Linked DNA regions of Mus musculus: region 2 is linked to region 1. Evidence: chromatin contacts called from public Hi-C data. All regions are on one chromosome and are shown on one strand. The core of a region is the stretch at or near the end of the contact, and the rest is flanking DNA. Distances in the headings are between cores, read along the strand shown. Region 1 holds the start of Frzb (frizzled-related protein). Region 2 overlaps Nckap1 (NCK-associated protein 1).

Region 1 (7,327 bases), core at 275-2,774:
AGCAGGCACATGTCACTAAGAGATTTCTGTATTAGCAGTTTATTTAGACTAAATTAGCACTTTTCATGATTAGAAGAAAATAGGGTTTTTTGTTTTTCTGATGTCTCCATACAATTGTAAGCCGTGAAAACACTAACGATCGAGATTGCAAAAGAATGCACCAAGAAACAGAAGAAACTCCAATGTCGTTAAGAGTAAAGCAGCTAAGCCCCACACGCAAAGAGTGGGAAGGGAAGGGGCGCTTTGGAGGTTGGGTGTGAAGTGTAGGGAACGGATGGATCGCTCAGATCACTTGTTGGAAGAGACTGCGTTTGTCTGGGAGAATGATAAAAGTGAATTTTGTTTTGTTTTGTTTTGCTTTTAAGTAAAAGAATAGGATTCAGTAGAGGAGTGTGCTTAAGGGGAAAGGTAAGGGCTCAGCGCAGAAAGCAAGCTAGCCGATAAAGACAAATAACTAACTTCTCAGAGGTCGGGCAAAGTTCAGGACTCACCCGCTCCGTCCGCGGTGACGATGGCCTCAGGAGAGATGCACACGCCGCGGTCGTACACCGGCAGCTCGTCGCAGGCCAAGCTTTCCGGCCACGAGTGGCGGTACTTGATGAGAATGGGCTCGCAGCCCTGTCGGGCGCGCTCACACACAGACTTGCAGGGCTTGATGGGCTCGTGCTGGAAGTCGATGGTGCAAATGGGTGCGTACATTGCACAGAGGAAGAAGAGAAGATCCGGGCTGCAGTGGGTGCCCAGCAGCCCTTCGAACTGTTCCATGGCCAGGATGGCGTTAGCCTGGGTGCTGTGGTGCAGGTGGTTGGGCATCTTGGTCATGTTCCAGGGAAGGGACTTGCACAGCGGGATGCGGACAGGCTCACAGGCTGCAGCCTGAGCTCCGGGCACCTGGAGCAGGCAGAGAGCAGCCAGGACTAGCAACCCGGCCCATCCTAGCAGCATCCGTCCCGGGCCGCAGCAGACCATGGTCCCAGCAGGATGGGGCAGGGCGCAGCCGAGCGACGGACGCGGGAGACACTTTCGTTCCGAAGTCTCCCCCTGCGGTTCCGAGGGGTGATCCCAACGACCTGGGGAGCTGCCCCCACCCCTGGGACAATCACAGTTCTCTTGGATCCAAGTGCTCCCAGGTCCGGTCCACTAGCTTGGCGGAGCCCGGTGCCTCGCTGCGCCGGCTGCTCTTCCCAAGCGTCTAAGCCTCTAGGCGAGGCAGCATCTATTTATTCCTCTCGCTCTGGCAGAGACATCAGCCTTAGCACATCAATCAGATGAGGGGGCAGAAGAGGAAGCCAGAGAGAAATAAAAACAAAAGTCAAATTCAGTTAAGGGACTCGGAGTTCTGGGGTGTTGCAAAAAGGTGTTGGAAGAAGCGATAAATTCTGCAAAGTGAGATGGATAGGGGACCTCCGAGGGAGGAGATTTGGTGGGGGTGGGAGGACTAATGGGAGCGGAGGTGGGAGTTTGCCAAGTCCTGCAGGGTCGGGAAGATCCTGCGAGCGGCCAGAGGAGCTCAGAGGAGGTCAGCGCCTTGGCTCGCAGCTGCGCCTTCCCACCTCGGCCGACAAGAGCTCCGCCCCGCGGTCCCCTGCCCTCCGGCTCCTCCTTCCGAGAAGGCTTTGAGTTTTCAGGGGACTGGAGTGTGAGACCCTGTCTATCTGTGATGCTGTAGCCCCAGGCAGCTCCCGACAGGAGCCGCACACCTTTCCCCACTCCACCCCCGGCTCTGGATCCATAGACGAACCCTTGGTCCCCACGGGAGAAACGGTCTCAACGCACCACAGAGATGCGCACCCCTGTATCCCGCCCCGCGAGCCCACACCGTCCCTCGTTGCCCGCAGCTCTTTCCTCACAGCAAACCCGAGCGCACCTCCGCCTGCAGAAAGTCAGACAGGAAGGCGCGAGCAAAGTCACTTTAAATGTCATGTCGCAGAGATAGCAGCCTCCTAAGAGCAATGGCAGGACTAATGACTTCGGGGGGTCTGTGATTGGAATAACCGTGGAGAAATTGACCCTCACAAAGGGAAAGAAATCGCAAGAGAACAAATAGACCCACAGAAACGTGGAAATGGTGTGATTCCTCCCTTCCCTCCTTCTTTTTTTTTCTTTCCTTCCCTTCCTCCCTCCCTCCCTGCTTCCTTCCGGGTTTTTCTTTGCCCTGTAGAATTCGAACTTTTGAGTTTTTCTTTTTTAAAACCGAAGCGTGGAGCCCACTTTAAAGCACTTGGATTCCGCCCCCCACCCCCAGAGTGTTCTTACTGAAAATTGCATTTATTATCTAACTCTTCCCACGGGCGGTTTCTTCTAACAGGGGAAATAAACGTGCAAGCAAAATACCCCACACAGGTAATGATAATAGTAAACAGGAGAACGGTTCCCATCCAGATGAGTTCAATACAGAGGAGAAAATAGAAAACAGATCCCTCCCAGGCTACGCCTCCCAGAAGTCTCCTGTTTCCACCCCGGCTGCCCCCTGGCTTTAAGAGCATTGTACGTGGGAAGTCCTGCCGAGGCCCAACCACTGAGCCCCTTCAGAGGAAAACCATTGAGCAGAGGGATTGCAGTGTCAGAAGACAGCGGGAGCACAGAGGCAAAACCTACAACAAAGCCGGACGTCACTAGAGCAGCCCTGATTTACCCAGCCTTCCGCACCGCCCACCCCCCTGCTGTCAATACTAGGCAGATAAAGTCTGTCTCTACTTCCCAGAGCACACAGTAGGATACGGCTTTAATCCCCTGCGCTGGCTCAATGGCACTTAGGGAATGTCAGTGGCTGACTTGAGTTTATGGAATTTTTATCTCTAAAATGATCATTACCAGCGGTTTGTGACTTCAATGTTTTCGGAAGGAAGTGTGTCTACTTCATAGGAAATCAACAACAGATGGTGGCTAGGGAGCCATTTAATTAATAAATAAACTCTGGCTGATGTACAATTATTTGGTGTCATATAAGAAAAGAAAGCCAAACATTATATAAATTAATTCAATGAAAAATGGCAAAGCACACACACACACATGCACACAAACACACAAACACAAATACTGAAAGGGAGATTTATAAACAGTCACTAAAAGAATATTTAGAAGCTTTATTAGGTAAAAGAAATAGGGATCTGTAAAAAATTCGAAGGTGAACGATGAACTCAAGAGGTTGTTAAACATATTTTGTGTTCATCTCACATTTTTTAGGAAGAAAGGAGTAGAGTGTTTGATGGTCGCATTGCCACAGGTATGAATGAACTTTGCTTCAGAGATAGATACCCACTTACCACCAAATCCTCTCACAAGCTCTCCCCTTCCACCAACCTCCCAACTTCCCCCTCTCTGTTGTTTTGCTTAGTTTTGTTTTTCTTTTTGTTTTTGAAATAGCATCTCACTATATAGCCCTGGCTGTCCTGGAACTCAGTATATAGACCCAGGTAGCCTGAAACTCACAGAGATCTGCCTGCTTCTGCCTCCCTAGTGCTAGGATCTAATGTGGGCACCATCACAACTGGGACTTGCAACTTTCCTTTAATCCAAATTAGTTTTTACTAAAACCAGAGATGGATTCGCATTCCTCCCAGAAGAGGATGTGTGCACCTGTCTGTCTGCTCCTGTGCCTTCTCTCTATTGTTTCTCATAAACATCTGTCATGTGTGCACAATATTCTTCGGCATCTGCCAGTATGTTAATTATCTTTTATATTTTTTGTTCTTTCTGCTTTCCTAAATGGCTTATACAACTTTCAGAAGAAGACAGTCTATCTGCTCCTTTTGAAGAAGCAGTGGGAAAACTGGCTGGTGGAAATGGAAGTCCAAATATCTTAAGGAGATAAACCACTTGAGAGGAGACTTAATTCTCAAAAATTTGTGATAACAAAGAAAACACAAGTTCAAAAAAATGTGCATTTTCTACTAACAGGTGAGCTGTATCCCTAAAATAAGTACCTTCAACAAACCCAAAATTCGGAACATTTCAAGAAAACTGAAACCAGGTTGGTATTTTAGAGAAATCAGAGCATTCATAATCTGTTTTGCTTACATTTTTATTTTATATAGTGTTATTTAAATGTACTTTAACTGACAGTAATCTTTCTATAAACATGGAGGACCAGAGAAATGGCTCAGCAGTTAAGAACACTTGCTGTTCTTCCAGAGGACCAGAGTTTGGTTCCTAGCACCTACATCAACAACTTTTAACTCCAGCTCCAAGGGATCTGATTATTCTTCTGGACTCTGAGGGCCCAACACACGCACACGCACACACACATATACACGCACACGCACACACACATATACATGCACATGCACACACACACAAACACACACACGTTTAAAATTAAAACTGTTATCAGAACTACAAACAAGACAGTTGCTTACTATAGACATTCCCTCACATCTTCTGAAACATTTTTATACTTTTAATTTAGTGTGCGTGCTCAACCATGCCATAGCATGTATGTGGAGGCCAGAGGACAACTAACAGAAGTCAGCAGTCACATATGGAACCTGGCTACCAATCCGGTCACCCAGCTTTGCAGCAAGCAGCATTACCCACTAAGCCATCTCATTAGCCCACCACTTAATTATATCTATTTTCAAGCCATTTAAAAGGGGCAGGTGGGGGGCCTGGAGAACTGAGTGTGGGTTTGTTGTTGTTGCTTTGATATTTGATGGACATAGGAATTCATACTGCAGAACTAAGGACACAAGTCAAAGTTGCATGCAATATATTTGGTGTTTAAAAAAAAATTGTCAGTGTGTCGCATGCAAATTATCGATGTACCAGTACATCACTTTAAGACAAAACAAAACTTTTGTGGAGATCTGATTCTGGAATCTCTAAGGACTGTGCTAGGCACACTCCTTGGGAGTTTTCAACCGTGAGGTCACCTGGACCTCTGAGACGCATCCGTGCCTCCCGTACCTCATAGGACTCAATAACTTCCCACTCCTCTTCCAAGTTGTAATGTAATGTTTTGTCAATAATTTAAGTAACGCTAAACAATTTTAAAAATTAGTGTTTTTATCTACTTAAAAGAAAAAAATTTTTAGGGGGCTGGAGACACAGCTCAGCAGTTAAAAGTACTGACTGACTGCTCTTCCAGAGGTCCAGAGTTCAATTTCAATTCCCAGCAACCACATGGTGGCTCACAACCATCTGTAATGGGATCTGATGCCCTCTTCTGGTGTGTCTGAAGATAGCTACAGTGTACCCGTATACATAAAATAAATAAACATTTTTAAAAATAAACTTTAAATTTACCCTATGTTTCTGTACATAGGACTAGCCATATCTTTCCTCTAAAAAGGGAAAAGAGATTGTCAGGGCTGCAGTGATGGCTCAATGGTTAGGAGCACTGGCTGCTTTTCAGAGGACCCTGGTTTAAATTGAAGCGCCCACATAACAGCTCACCATTGTCTGAACCTCCAGCCCTGGGGGATCTGATGCCCTCTTCTGGCCTCTGTGTGGACCAGACACACAGGTGGTGTATAAACATACACACAAGCAAATCACCTGCACTCACACAATACAATTTAAAGATTTAAGTGTTGTATATGAGGATGCAACTCACAGTCTGAGGGCTTGGGTTTGGTCCCTAGTGCTACTACCACCATGACCAAAAAAAAAAAAAAAAAAAAAAAAAAAAAATCCAAAATACACTTTTTATTTATCAATTAAAACCAAAGAAAAGGAAGAAAGAATTGTGCTTATACTCTTGCAAACATGAAAATAACTAGTAGTAGACTCCCCATATGTTTGCTTCCTATTGCTGTGACAAATACCAGAGATAACTTAAAAACAGGATACTTTGCCTCACAGTTACAGTGTTCTCAGGCACTTGTCTGTGCAGCAGAGACTATCATGACAGGTTTTCATGACAGAAGCCTGCTCATAGAGAAAACCAGCTGCCTAGAATAATCAGACTCACCAGAAGAGGGCATCAGATCTCATTACAGATGGTTGTGAGCCACCATGTGGTTGCTGGGAATTGAACTCAGGACCTCTGGAAGAACAGTCAGTGCTCTTAATTGCTGAGCCATCTCTCTGGCCAGCCCAGAATAACCAGAGACAGGCTAGGCTGTCTAAGAAGGACACTCTCCAACACTACAGGCTGTGCCGTGTACTCCAGGTTCCCAGCTTTGTGATTTGTCACCCACGCTGGGATGAAGTTTGGTGATGCACCTCTCTTTGAGCCATTTTTGCTCCTAAAAGTAATTCCTCACTCATATTCCTGTAATCAGTGTCAATCAAGGTCATCGGCTCACTAGGTTAGACTGGTGATGTCCACACTTTGGTCACACTTTGGTCAGTTCTCTATGTGAGGTGACTTGGTATTCGTTTATGTCACTTTAGAAATAGTGTCTGTCCGACAATACAGCCTCCACCTGAGATGGTCTACAGAGTTACCAAGTCCTTTGAGTCCACTTTAGGAAGGTTTGTTGGGCGTTGGTATGGTGCTACTATATAATCAAATGCTAAATACTGGTCCCCAAGATCTGGTTGTCCCAAGACGGAAGAGCAAATTCCCATGTAGACTAGCTTTGGTTGTGAAAACTCTGCTCCTCAATTTAATACTATTGGTTAAATAATTACAACCAATTACTGGGGAGAAAAGAGAGAGCTGGAGTTCCCAGGCTGGGGGGTTGCAGGTAGGGACCACTAGGGAGAGAGGGAGAGAGGGGGAGAAGGAGAGAGGGAGAGAGGGGGAGAAGAAGAGAGGGAGAGAGGGGGAGAAGGAGAGAGGGAGAAAGGGAGAGAGGGAGAGAGGGAGAGAGGGAGAGAGGGAGAGAGGGAGAGAGGGAGAGAGGGAGAGAGGGAGAGAGGGGGAGAAGGAAAGAGGGGGAGAAGGAAGAAGAGGAGGAAGAGAAAGGAGGATAAAGAGAAGGAGACTGAGAGAACAGGAGGTCTCCATTAGACATGATGGACCAGCAGCACATTTGATTGAAATGCTTCCCTAGGACACCAGTAATTATAAAAGCCAAATAACTAATCCATAGTCCGAGTCTCATTCATCTGTAAGCTAGATGAAGATAAGCATAAATCGATTAATTTGCAAGGTCTTAGTCTTTTAATGAAAGCTCCCCACCTATTAGCCCCAGCAGTATTAAGTCTTAAGGGAGTGACTCCCAACCCATGGATGAACCAGGATGCTCCAGAGGATCTCAGAAGACAGATCAGGAGAGAGCAGGGCCCCTTCTAGGATTTCTGTAGAGTGGGTTGAGTTAGGGTGTGAGGATTTGCACTTTCTAAGCCCTTCTCAGGTGGTATTCATCCTGCTGCCCAGGGTGCTTAGCGGATCAGCCTTTCAGGGCTGCAGCAACAGCTGGTTGGTAAAGTGCAGGCT
Region 2 (6,560 bases), core at 2,171-4,670, 59 kb after region 1:
GGGGAGGAGGGGGGAGAAGGTCTTTCCTTCACATGAGAATGTAATGTTTCATGAAATATATAAATGACACCCACTCTAGCGCCAGCTATGTTCTAGCAACTGGGTTTCCCCGCCCCCATGTGGTCCCCTTGTGGCAGCCTCAGTCCATCTCTAGCCCAGCAGACAAGTTTCTATCAAGATCCTGAAATCTCTAGGAAAAGCTAATCTATCTGCAGAAGGTAATTTATTCTAATGCTGCCACCACATGTCAAACTGAAGGTTATAGCCAAAGTGTATGCCACTGTATAGAGTGATGGACACAAGGTCCTCAGAAATAAAAACTATAATGTGAATGACAGCCATATTGTTGGAAGACGGTTTGAATTAAAAGCCTTGTAACTAACAGACAACATCTGACCACTCTGAACTTCTGCAAAAAGAGACAATAAAAATGTAATGCTGGAAAAAAAAATGTAATGCTGGACCACGTCTGTAATCTTAGCACGCCTGAGTTCGAGGCCAGTCTGGTCTACATGAGTTCCAGGACAGCTAGGACTACAATAGAGGCCCTGTCTCAAAAATCCCAAAAATGATGATGAAAGAAGGGAGGGAGGGAGGGAGGGAGGGAGGGAGGGAGGGAGGGAGGGAGGGAGGGAGGGGAAAATGTGATACTGAATGTTTTAATCTGACCAGAGTATTATTTAGTTTATTAAGGCCATATCCACCTCCCTGGTATTTAACTATAATCAACTAGCAATCAAAGGAAACCCCAGGATATAATGCAGTACTGAAAACTATCTGCTATTGTGGGCACAATAACATTCATTAAAGCGGCAATGGATTAGTAAAACCAGGACTGATATGAGGAACTCATGGATACAGTGATGGATGAGTTGTTTTGAAGGCTTTCTGGGGATAGACAGGAAAATTAGGAAAACCGCTTAAAAACAACAAGACAAGTTGGTGGGACAGGACCTGCTGAACTACTTGGTGAAGACCATGCTGCAGTACACAAAGCTCACAAGGGCTGTAGAAGACAATACAAAGTAGAGGAAGTGAGAGCAGAAGCACCAAGCACATGTTACTGAAGTATGCCAAAGTGTTCTACGCTGCATAGGTTCTAAAGGTGGAGATTAAAGGAGTAAGGTCTCTGTGTGGAAAACAGCACTGAGGTCAGCCACATGGTCCCTGAAAGATTATAACCTCTGCACCACTGCTTTCATATTCAGTAAGAACTAATTACAATATCCTTCCAAGGTCTCTTTTAAAGGCTGTTGAGAATTCCCAGCCATCGCCGTTATTTGCTACTAATGTCCAAGAACTCCTCGCAGCCATGTCTGATGGGCACACTTAACACTACTCTCTCTTGGCAGCAAGTCAAGATATTCTCCCGGTAATGATCATTATCACCCAAAGCAGAGGATCCTCCCCTTGAAGCACTGTCTAAAGCCCACCTCCAACGTCCACCAATGTCTACATCGTCACCTCCATTTACCTCACACACACCAGTGTCATCTCAGGGTCACAAGAAGGGTGGACATAAGACAACAAAGCATTTCGAGGGACTTCACTCTCCTAACTGTTATTATGGCATGCAAACTGGTGAAACCTTTCTATTATTTCCATTAATAATGTATTGTACTCTAATACTTTCCTGTGTGTGCATGGATGCATACAGTTCAGTACTATTCCTGGCTTCAAGTACCCTCTTGGCGTGGGGAACTCAGAAAGCATAATCTATACATGAGAGGTGAACACACTGTGTACTTTTTAGATCCTAAATAAGGCAATTTCAATCTGGGTTTGTATTCATAGTAATTTTAAGGACATTAACTCCCCAAGTAAAGTAAATAAAAGGAAAACAACAGAATTATAATAATGTTTTCAAACTTGAGTTCCTTCTTAAATAACTGTTGTATTTGCATATATGTATTTATATATGTGTACATATATATGTGTGTGTGTGTGTGTGTATATATATAAAAACCAACAAGATTTTCAACAAAGAAAAAAACTAAATATTCTAGGGTTCATTTTGCTTAAATTATCTGTTCTTTAAGCAATTATGAAAAAGAAGCATTGGTAAAGAAAAATACTGCACTAAACCATGTCTGGTGACAGATTTAACATTACTCTCTTTTGGTAGCAAGCCACATGTAATTTTATGGTTTGTTTGTTTGTTTATGTGCATATGTATATGCCTTCATGACTGTGTACAAGTGGGCATCAAATCCCAAGAACTGTAGTGAACTGTAGTGAGGTAGTGAGATGTCTAATGTGGGTGCTAGGAGCTGAACCTTTGGAAGAGCAGTAAGTATCCGTAACTGCCATAGCCCTGTGAGTCATACTTTTATTGCTGACTTTGTACCTATTAATAGTATTTCTTCAAATAAGTAGGAATAAGGAAACATACCTTCTGCTACTGTTTTAGATATTTATTTTTATTTTTCGTGTGAGTACCTGAATAAATGTGTGTGGTGTGTGTATGTGTGTGTGTGTGTGTGTGTAGTACCCATGCTGGCCAGTTCCTGGGACAGGAGTTACAAGTGGTTATGAGCTGTACATTGTAGGTCTGGGAACTGAGAGGCAAATAATCCTTTTTTATTTTATTTTATTTTATTTTATTTTATTTTATTTTATTTTATTTATTTATTTTGGTTTTTCGAGATAGGGTTTCTCTGTGTAGACCTGGTTGTCCTGGAACTCATTCTGTAGACCAGGCTGGCCTTGAACTAAGAAATTTGCCTGCCTCTCTGCCTCCCAAAAGCTGGGATTAAAGGCGTGTGCCATCACTGCCTGGCCTTTTGTTTTGTTTTGTTTTTTCGAAATTGCATCTTTTAAAGAACACATTAGCTCTCTAGGCTTCCACTTTCTTTGAAGAAAAAAACATCTTTTGAATGTGAAGACAATCTCTACAATCGTCCTACCCCTTGGAACTGTAAATGATAAGGGCTAAGTTATTTTAAGGCACGCCTTCTCAGACCCTAAAATACCCCACTGTCTGAACACACACACTACCCTCTGCTGCACCTCTCAAACATTATTTTCAGCAAACAGGCCACATAGCAGAGCTCTGGAAGGAAAGACCCCAAGCTAGAGGGAAAACAATGATAACCTTGATGCAATCTATCTTTCTAAAACCAAAACATTAAAAAAGAAACAAGATTTAATACTTAATAAACTGAGAACAAAAATGTCTTTGGAGAACACTAAATAAGATGTAAAAATGATGGGAATTTACTGTTGTATAACATAGGCATAACTTTTTGTTTTCTTTGTAAAATGTCAAGCTATTTGATTAGACATACCGCCAGGAATTCCTTAAGTCGGTCTTCAATACTTCCTTTGTGAATTGTAAACAAAGCTGCAGCAATCTGGTTGATGGCTTTGGCCAAACAATGTATATTGTTGCAGTGTCCTGGGAGAGAACAAACAGGGCTGTGTAGTCTGCATGACCACAAAATATTATTGTAACACACAGACAGCATGCTTTAGTGACTCCTCAGACCACGCGAATGGCAGCATGACTGACTAAGAATTAGGGTCCACAGTGACTTACTCTTTTTATTTTATGAGCATGCATGTTTTTAAATATCCCAGCAAGGATGCAACTAATGACCACGTCAGTACTTCATTAGTAGGCAAACACTCTAGAAAGACATGATGCTTCGTCCTACCCCTTGGAACTGTAAATGATAAGGGCTAAGTTATTTTAAGGCACGCCTTCTCAGGCCCTAAAATACCCCACTGTCTGAACACACACACTACCCTCTGCTGCACCTCTCAGCTGAACTACACAACATTTCACAGTTCAGAAAATTAGGATGCCCACTCCAAAGCTACTGTTTGGCAGAATTTGAGCACTATTTTATCAGAAAAGAACATTACCCAGAGAGAAAAATACATGTAACACTAAAGCCAATGTTCTTTCATTGTTACAATTGTAAACCAAGTACCTTCTATTGCAGGGCTGTACTGTGACATTACATTGCTGGCCAGTGTAGGCAAGGAAACTGCTACAAAGACCATCAGGAGACAAGCGATCTTGTATTCTTCCTCTGGACTAATGTTCTCTGCAGAAGAAATCAAGGAGTGAAAATCAAGCTTTCCTCCAGATTATTTGAAAGTTAATAATCTAACCTAAAAAATAAAGGTAATAAACTACTTAAATTTCCTAATTGAAAACTGATGAATAATTATGAGAATACCATACATATTACTATTTATAAATTTCTTATCTTATTATCTGAAAATTCACTAAAAGAAAAACAATTCCTTTCTTTCCCTAGGCTAGCTAAGAATATATAAATACACTGCTTAAAGGTTACCAGTATTGAAAAGGGGACTGCGTTACTTATTTCTCCATTCTAGAAGACAGAAGGAAGCAGTTATGAATGAAAGTATCTAACATACTCAGTAGCTATAAGAACAATAACCTTTAATAAAATACCTAGCGTATTTAAATAGCTCTGTCTAGCACTTGGCTTCTTATCTGACATCTGAGAACTTCTAGTTACCCAGCAGTTGGCAATTATATGAAACTATGGATTGATCACAAGAAAACAAAAACACAGTATATTTTTAAAACTTTGGTTGATCATAAAAATACCTATAAGCAATAATTTATATATTATTTGAATTAGGAAAAACAGTGTAATTAAAAAGAAAACTAATAAACTCAATGACTGCAAGTTGGCTTAAAAGAGTAGAAAAGGGGCTTAGTGGCTAAGAGCACTTGCTGCTCTTGCAGAGGACCCGAGTTCAGTTCTCAGCACCCACATGATGGCTCCCAATGGTCTGTAATTCCCGCTCTGAGGCTGATGCCCTCGTCTTCACTCCTTGGGTACCAGGCATGCACACAGTGCACATAAGTGCAGGCAAATTATTCATATACATTAAGTAAGTGAAAAATTTAAAAAGAAATTAAAATCAAAAGGGTGGAGAAGGCATTTCAATACCAAAACCAAACCAATCAAACAAAAAACATCATCAACAATAACAAAAAAAACCACCCCACCTTATTCACACTGTAGAGAAACCAAGATTTGGAACATAGTTGATACTATGTTTCAAAGAACTGGTTTTAAAATTTCTAAATGGTCAGTATTATATAATGTAGCAACTTTTTATGGTGAACATCTATTCTAATTAAAACAGGACACCATTTTCTAGTCCCAGCTCTCTGGCTACCATAAGGGCTGCCTTCCACCAGCATACAAATGTTCTCTTCTTCTATCTCCAACTCACAAAGTCCTTTCCACAAGCTGGGGTATATATAGCTACAGTGTAGTGTGTAGGGCCTACCCATGCTTCCCAACACAAGCACTATGTCTTCATCCCAGCAGAGCTGTTCCATATCAAGTGTGTCCAGTCCCTTCTCTCACACTCACTGACTTCAGAGACACCGATCTCAGCACCACAGCTCTCTAACAGTGCACAGTTCGCGATTCGCTTTCACTGTCTTAGGAGCTTTTTCCCAAGTGCTTGTTTTTTCTCTGATTACATTGGTCCTTCCATCTTAGTCTGTATTATGCATTTCTTCCTCTTCTCCCTGAACTCACTACAGCTGAAAGGGCACTGTTTCTTTGCACCGCCCTATCTATCTACACCAAATGACTTTAACAGCTTCATCTGGTAGTATGGCTTGGACAGGATGTAATGACTAAGCTATAGCAAAAACTCCAAAGCAAAGCATTTTGTCTTTTGAATCCTGATGTATTCCAATTATAAATGAATAAATGGGTGAATAAAGCTTAACATAAGACATTTTAAAAAACAAATACTACGTGTATACCTAGACTGCCCTATAATTTTAATAAGAAAGCTCCATATTTGAATGCATTTTACCTGATTTTTGTGAGGAAAGAGCTACGACTAAGGCAGGATCAATCTCACATGGTAACCCAGCAGCCGAGGACAGCTCATACACATTCATTGCAACCTGACAAAATACAGCAATTACAAAGAGATAAATATTTTAACAAACGTCTGAGAAAGTTTACTTTAGTAAGAAAATGTCTATGGTGTCCATCAGTCTGCCCACGAACCTACTAGAAGATTTCAGCACCTTGGCTGAAGCAGGGCTGACAGTGCAGGTAACCCACACCAGACAACGCTCCAACCCTGCTCTTTGTAACTTCCCACTGTGCAAACAAGGCTTGCAGCCTCTCTGTGGCAAGCTCCACAGAATCATCCTAAAGATACTTTTTGTCTTGCAAAGATGGAAGTAAAATATCAAGTCAAAAGAGAGAAAGAAAGCCAGTTGTGGTGGCTCACACCTATATATCTGCACTTGAGAGTTCAAGGCCAGCCTGGCTACAGAAGGAGCACCAGCTCAGCCTGGCTAGAGTCAACACCGAAAGCCAGTTATTATGACTGAACCTATGCTTACATCCACAGTTACTTAGTGAAAAACTTCAGGGATTCAATGCTTAATCAGAGCCATAAACATAGCAAATTAATTACAGGAAAAAAATTAAAAACCTAAGAATCTGATAAAGCAATCTAATAATTTTCTATCATGCATAGATTTTAATCATTCAAGATATGCTGAGTGGTATTCTAATTAAAACCTGTATACA

Evidence for each region. A called contact is a pair of places that touch in the nucleus more often than the background predicts.
Region 2: a Hi-C map of Sertoli cells shows a contact between it and region 1, with 2.3 times the contacts expected there. The contact joins the enhancer-like site here to the promoter of Frzb in region 1. A contact is called at or near these places in 6 of 39 promoter capture datasets (cranial neural crest, embryonic stem cells, hippocampal neurons and 2 more), 14 of 484 Hi-C or Micro-C datasets (8-cell embryo, DN2 thymocytes, Sertoli cells and 8 more), 7 of 115 datasets of contacts at active chromatin or transcription factors (acute myeloid leukemia, a beta-TC-6 cell line, embryonic stem cells and 3 more) and 4 of 9 other capture datasets (adipose tissue, embryonic stem cells, liver and 1 more).

The regions. Positions count from the first base shown.
Region 1 is chr2:80,445,872-80,453,198 of GRCm38.p6, forward strand. It overlaps Frzb (frizzled-related protein), which reads right to left and starts at 1,525. Exons shown (of 6, transcript NM_011356.4): 1 at 492-1,525. The coding sequence starts at 969.
Region 2 is chr2:80,502,886-80,509,445 of GRCm38.p6, forward strand. It overlaps Nckap1 (NCK-associated protein 1), which reads right to left. Exons shown (of 31, transcript NM_016965.3): 27 at 5,827-5,920; 28 at 3,936-4,052; 29 at 3,288-3,397. Among named protein-coding and RNA genes, the nearest start is that of Gm24461, 53 kb to the right of the region's middle. Within about 2 kb of position 3,421, at least 14 of the 459 cell types and tissues checked have an H3K27ac peak or open chromatin away from gene starts, as enhancers often do. A contact at or near this core is called in Sertoli cells and extraembryonic endoderm stem cells, where this site is marked.